Regions from separate parts of the Zea mays genome. Here region 2 is linked to region 1. The links are chromatin contacts, called in public Hi-C maps. All regions are on one chromosome and are shown on one strand. The core of a region is the stretch at or near the end of the contact, and the rest is flanking DNA. Distances in the headings are between cores, read along the strand shown. Region 1 holds the start of LOC103645985 (GPCR-type G protein COLD1). Region 2 holds the start of LOC100281611 (calcium-dependent protein kinase substrate protein).

Region 1 (3,407 bases), core at 236-2,735:
CGCTTGCCTGGTGCGATTCGCATCACGTGTTGTATCGGGTTCCCTCCTTGTCGCTGACGCCTTTACCCTTTGGGCTTGCATGGACACATGGTTTTCCATGGATGCTTGGGTTCACGGTACCGACGCATGTGAGCGAGCCGGCCTTTGTGGTCTCGCGTCTCCCGGCACGACCGACGGCCAAAGCTGGGACGCGTAGGCTAGGGCGGGCGTGCCAGGTCAGGATCGCGCGAGGCCAGTGGCATGCCTGGTGTTGGCCGGAGTTAGGTCGTCGTCGGACGACTTTTGGTTGGTGCTGAGTGGTGACTACTGGCTAGAAAGCACGAACGGTCCCCCGGTTTGATGGAGCGTGCGATCTATCCATACCATGACATGAGCCATCCATCCATCCAGATTGCTTCGAGCCGCTGCCTTGTGTTGCCTGGGGTTGCTGACGGCACTGGCCGATCGCGCGCGGGGGTGGTCTGGATCTGGTGAAATGATGTCGTAGCGGCCCGTTGGCGACAAGGGAGAAAAGCCAAGCCTGGTTGCGTATCGCGCCATGGAGCAGTCAGCACTCGGCAGTGGTGGTGGTCTCTCCGGTGTACGGACGAACGGTCCCGGCGTTGGACCATATGCAAGTGTCCACGACAACGAGTCCACGTGAAGATCAACGGGCCCGGGCTCAGCTGGCCCACTGACCCTCGGTGAAGGAACACTGATCACGACCACGGGACGGCAGGACCACAAGACTCGTTAGTCATCATGCACGCTGGTTCCATCTTGTTTGGCCCGATCCACCAAATCTCCAACAGAATAGCCGAGCACGGCCCACGATACCCTGCTGAAGCCCGCCTAGGAAAACGCAGAGAAGGCGTACGCACGCAAAAGGCCTTGCAGTGCCACCGGCCGAGAGATGGCAATGGGTAAAAACCCGCCGAATATTACTTGCCCAAATCCATACCCGCGAAGAAAAAATACGCCCGTTACAAAACCCATACCTATGACGGGTATAAAATTTTGCCCAAACCCATACCCATGCGGGTTTTGGGTACCCAACGGGTTTCCCATACCCACTAACATTAACATAAAAAATAATTCATTATGTAAATGACAATCAATACATTAATAAGCTAGCATAAAAGGAACAAGTGATAACTAATTTTAGCCTAAAATTTGTTACATGAAGTTTATTTCAATTAGAACATATTCAATTAATAATATTATGAGACATATTTATAAGAAATGTTGATTTTAAGGCGGGTTTTAAAAACCCATGGGTTTGCGGGTATGGGTAGTGGAAGAACAAACACATGCCCACGTACCCGTTGGGTTTCCATTTAAACCCATTAACAAACCCATGGGTAGAGAAATTGACCCAAACCCATACCCTAATAGAGCAAAAACCCACCGGATTTCGGGTAGCGGGTACCCATTGCCATCTCTACTAGCCATCAGGCCTAAAATCTAGCCCGGCCCACAAACGGCGCATCACCGCCGCCGCGGGGGTGACAGACTTCCCGGTGGGGCCGTGGGGGAGACGCCACCGGCAGAGTCTCGCAGGCGCCTCCCGCAACTCCCACGAGATCCGAGTATCCGACTCGGACGAAACTCTCCTGGCTGGCCACCGTCGCGGCGTCGCGGCAACCGGCTGCGCACAGGGAGGCCGCACAGTGGTTTACGAGGGCGCGGTTGTCGGCTCGTCGCTGGTGGGGCTGGGCTGTGGTTCTGGTTCCTGAACCGGCGGCTGTACAAGGAGTACGAGGAGCGGCGGTTGCTGGTGCAGGTCCTCTTCGGCCTCGTCTTCGCCTTCTCCTGCAACCTCTTCGAGCTCGTTCTCTTCGAGATCCTCCCCTTCCTGTCCAAGCATGCACGCCTTCCTCACCTGGCACCTCGACTTCTTCTGCCTCCTACTACTCCTCGTCTTCGTACTCCTCTACTATTACTGCTATCTTCTGCTCCGTAACTCAGGTCACGATCGCCAATCAATCTCGCATTGCTTCATTTCTCTCTCCCTCTGTGCGGCTGTCATGCTCGGCTCATCGGTTGTTGACTGCAGGGGTGAGGAGGGAGCGGGCGTGGCTCGGCGATTCACTTCCCCATGCCTTCATCGGAGAAGGGTTTGTTGACGGTGCAAACGTACTAAGTAGGCTTAGGATATTGGTCTCAGTCTCTCAGACTTGTTCCTTTTTGCAGGCAAGCCAATTGTTTGTTGCTCAATCCATACCTAGTTGTGTCATAGTGTTTGACATCATGTGCGTCGTGCAGTTTTTTTTACGATGTCGCAGTTGTTGGTCAGTAGGATTGGGGTGATTGGAGTGAGTGTCATGGCTGTTCTTTCTGGTTTTGGTGCCGTCAATATGCCATACAGTTATCTGTCGCTCTTCATAAGGTTTGGAGCTTATCTCATCAATACTGCATTTTCACTTCTCACGACTAACTTTGATCTACATCTTTACGATGTTATACTGTCATTTTAACTATCATGATTTACAGGGAAACTCGATGCAACAGACATCAAAACCTTGGAACGGCAGTTATTGCAATCCATGGAGACATGTACTGCTAAGAAGAAGAAAATTATTTTGTCCCAGATGGAGATGGGAGAGTATTCAAGTATCAGAGGAGGTACTTGCTTTACTAGTCCCTGCCTTATGTTTCGTAGAAAACAATCCTATCTTCGCATTGGTTTAACATGGAAAAATACTAGGTGAAAAATATTAAAACTCAAAAGATTTAACTACATGATATTGCCATCTTTTGTTATGTGGTCATGTATTGGAATCGAAGGGGTACCTGATTGTTCCATCTAACAAGCAATGTAATACTACCTCCGTTCACAAATATATGACGCTGATTTTTTAAAAAAAACTTTGACCACAAATATAAAATTTTAAGTCACACACAAACTAGCTTAAGTGATAAAATAAATCACAACAAAATAAATGATAACTCATGTTTTAAATAAGATGATTAGTTAAAGTTTTTTTAAAAAATCAACGACGTCATATATTTATGAACAAACGAATTAAGTCACAACAGTGGGGTTGCAACTTGCAAGTGACATTTTTTTATGGTTTGATGCATACCATGCATGAGCGAATAAAGGACATTTACTTGCAGAAGCTAAAGGCCAGATCGTTTCTGAAACGTATAGTGGGAACAGTCGTTCGATCTGTGGCTCTGTGCAGGAAGATCAAACTGAGCAGGGTATACTTGTATCCTTGTTGTTGGAATGTGAACCCCAAACCCTAGAGTAGGGTTGGACAGTGTATTAATAGACCAGATAACTGGGCCAAGCCCATTACAAGAGACGGGTATTTCCCATTACAAGAGACGGGTATTTAACACCCCCCGCAGTCACAACTCTATCCTGTACAGATGTTGAGACTGGATCGAAAGTCTAAAAATACACTCGACGGTAACCCCTT
Region 2 (3,444 bases), core at 926-3,425, 150 kb after region 1:
TCTAGTATTGTCTTTAAGTACTTCCCTTGGGCCTCAATTCGCATCTGCAGCTTCTTTTGCACCTGATTACAGACATAAGCACTTGTAGCGTTTATGGAAGAAAGTTTTGGAGTGCAGATCTCATGACAATGATGTAAATCTATCTTGCCTCAGTTTGTTCTTGTAGTTTCCTTTGGACTTGAATTTGATACCTTAGTGCATCGCTAAGTGCTATTTCTCTGATTCACATAAGAAATGTGATACAAATGGTTAGTTCAATCAATGCAGAAAAGTTCAATCAAATAAAATGGGCCCACTGCAGTCAATTAACAGGCATTCAATAGGATTCACATTCCTGGGCTTCTATATATGGAAGTTTGCATACAATGTTTTGGAAATAAAATGAAATATAAATTGCTTGCATTTAGTGTAAGTTAATACTCGCTCCCTTCTCGAATATTTGTCGTCCGCTAGTTCATTTTTGAACTAAAACATGATAAATAAAAAAACGGAAGGAGTACATGTTTGTAACAGGAGAGCCCATGAATACTTGCTTGTAACAGGTGGAGCGCTAAGTATGCTTAGGAGAACTTTAGGCAACTTGTATTCTTTAGCACTTCGACGCAGTTTGTATGGTAATATCTACTGATAGACAGAATCCTGGTTTTGGATTTTTAATTTTTCCTGCTTTTGGTTACACCTCTACAGTCCCATACTCGCAGTCCAATAGTACATGGTCTGATAATAAACCAATTAAGAAGGACTCATGTCTCAGTCATTATGACTTGAGCATAGGAGTTGAGATCAAGAAATATTTGAGTTGCAGCTTAAGGTCCAGAGAGGAAATCCCCATACACTTGCTTGTAACGGTATGAATGTATGATCATTTTTTTTTCAAGGTAACATTTTCTAGCATCTTCACCTGTCTACTTGACTGAATGCAGTATATATTAGTTGTAATAACTACTGGCCTTCTGCTGTGCACAAAAGGCGGGTATTACCACTTGCAGAAATTTGTCGGGTAAAGGTAATTGCCAGTTACCTTGTGTTCTTCCCTTGATCAGGAACACCTGGAGGAGGATGCGCTGTGGTTGAACCGAAGCCCTGTGAGCGAAGTACTGATGACAGAAAGAGCGGAAGATAAGATAAGAAAGGAACCCTTGCGCGGCAAGGCCTGGTGACATAGAGGTAGTGCGAGGCTCATACCGCCGCCGCTGGCAGGTTCCAGGCCTGTGCTTTTCTTGCCCTGTATCCCCAGTCTATACTTCTGCGCACATCAGACGAGCCTCAGTGTTTCGGCACAGTGGTGCAACAGAAAAGGAGAGTGCTGGTAGGTAACGCTGAGGCGGTGAAGAAAGAGAGGTCAGACGGACCTGGAGGTGGCTTTTTAACTGGTAAAGAGTGAGGTCTTTCATGCCCATCAATCTGAGCACCGACTTGGGTGTTGCTCCTGTTCGCAGGAAGCACAAGAAATGGTCAGTACTCCACAGCGTAGGCATGTCGGTGGTGTGTTGGAGGAGGCAAGATTCAGATGATTATTATATGAGCTCGAAAAGCTAGAGAATGGATGTTCAGACTTGAGAGCTCTGATTTGAGAGGAATTGCACTTGTCGTTTTCCCAAGGCGACGCGGCCTTTTTCCAGAGTTTTTTTTTTTTGCACCGCTCCTATTTTTTTTCAACTTCCTTTTGGTCATGTCAACGGAACTGCCTTTTCCTCTGACTGCATGCTATAGACTTGGCAATGGCAGAAGCGCAAAGCCAGGCAGCGAAGGATTCGGACTGCAAAAAAAAAAAAAAAAAAAGAATGCACACCGACATGCTCTGTAGCACAAGCACCATACTGGCGAACTGGAGAGGTCTCGGCTCATCAAGCAATCGCCTTGGTGTCGGACGGGGTCATCAAGACAAGACGACTAGACGAGCACTACATATAGACGGGAACGTACGGGAGGAAGGAAGGAAAACGAGAGCGAGGACTCACTGTCCGGTCCGCCCAGCTTGGTGACGGCGTCGACGAAGCGCTGGTGGAGGTCCGGCGTCCAGCGCAGCCGCGGCTTGGGGTCCCGTGACGCCGCCCCGTCGTAGCCGTAGCTCCCCTGCATCGTCGTTCCTTCCTGGCGATCGCCGCTTCCTAGCTATCCGGTGGCCAAAGACACGGCTAGTGGTAGGCTCGAGTGAGACGAGCTCTTGCTGAAGAGAGAATGAATGTAACGTTACCGCCTCCTGGTCGTAGGTGTAATAAGTTGTAACGCGAGCGTCGTTAGCAAGCACAGGGGTTTGTGTATGTGAGGACAAGAGGAGGAGCGAGAGGAGGAGCGCAGAGCGTGGCGGGGAAGGAGGGCGTCATGTGTGCGAGGAATCTAGGACGACTTGTTGGCACTTGGCAGCTGGGCCGGGGTGCGTGCGAGATGCAATGCAAGAACAAAGCGGACGGGCATCACGCCTCCAGGTCCAACCCGGGGGCGCCACTCGGCCGCCGCTCATTGAGGCCCAGGCGCCAAGACGGCGGCTCCACCCACATCACAATTGGCAACAAGAAGCACACGGCTGGGGTTGGGACGCGTCGAATTTTTCACCAGAAAATACCGTCTGATCCTGGCGTTTCGTCAGATGCTATGCTACGTGAACGGCAAAACCTAGCAGCAGCAGCAGCACTCAGACTGGACAAGAGGAGGGAAATCTTTGCGTGGGAACCAAACTGAACGCGAATCGCACGAGTCGGATGACATATCCTCGTCCGGAGCGGACTCGACCGCGAGTCCAGCTGTGGCTGCGGAATATTCCGGCGGAAGCGCGGGGAGAACGACGGCGGCCTCCGGTGGGACCCGGGGCGAGCGGGAGATGCGGCGAAGATGTTCGGCGCTGATGTCGCTGGAATATTCGCGCCAGCTGTGGCTGCCGGTGTGACCTGCTGACCAGACGACCAGTGGCAGTGGCCACCGCCTCTCCATCACAGATTCGCGGACGATTAGCCGAGACTAATCGCTATTCTCAACACTTTTAAAACCGTGCGTGCAGAATGCTAAGGGCGCGTTCGTTTGCACAGCAATAGACATGGATTTATTTCAGCTCATCAAAATCTATATAAATTAAAGAAGTAATCCGGCTAGAAATTAATCCGGAGCTTCAATCCCTAACAACCGAACAGGGTCTAAGCCTGCTAGATTCGAGCATCTGCGTGACTCTACTTTGGCTCTTCTCGTACGATGCGACTTGACGATGCATTTGGGCGTTCCTGTAGCGACACTCTCCTGATTAGTCCCACGGAAACGCAACTCTACCACTATCAGCCGCCGATACTGATCGGTGAACGGGTGATGTGATGGCTCCATTTACAACATCCGTTGATAAAAAACCGCCTCACTTTGCCACTTCAGTGATACATCAAACAGCATCAGCCACAATTCAAGACATAAAGGGCATAGGTTCTCTTATTATTGAATATAAACTCAAGCACTGCAAAT

Evidence for each region. A called contact is a pair of places that touch in the nucleus more often than the background predicts.
Region 2: a Hi-C map of leaf shows a contact between it and region 1, with 6 times the contacts expected there. The contact joins the promoter of LOC100281611 here to the promoter of LOC103645985 in region 1. A contact is called at or near these places in 2 of 25 Hi-C or Micro-C datasets (leaf and leaf mesophyll).

The regions. Positions count from the first base shown.
Region 1 is chr2:12,705,033-12,708,439 of Zm-B73-REFERENCE-NAM-5.0, forward strand. It overlaps LOC103645985 (GPCR-type G protein COLD1), which reads left to right and starts at 1,486. Exons shown (of 9, transcript XR_002749931.2): 1 at 1,486-1,947; 2 at 2,036-2,096; 3 at 2,173-2,368; 4 at 2,473-2,604.
Region 2 is chr2:12,856,607-12,860,050 of Zm-B73-REFERENCE-NAM-5.0, forward strand. It overlaps LOC100281611 (calcium-dependent protein kinase substrate protein), which reads right to left and starts at 2,176. Exons shown (of 6, transcript NM_001279510.2): 1 at 1,962-2,176; 2 at 1,353-1,429; 3 at 1,186-1,246; 4 at 1,022-1,097; 5 at 149-218; 6 at 1-62. The coding sequence starts at 2,082. It overlaps LOC100501876 (Clathrin interactor EPSIN 1), which reads right to left. Exons shown (of 11, transcript NM_001196517.1): 11 at 3,390-3,444.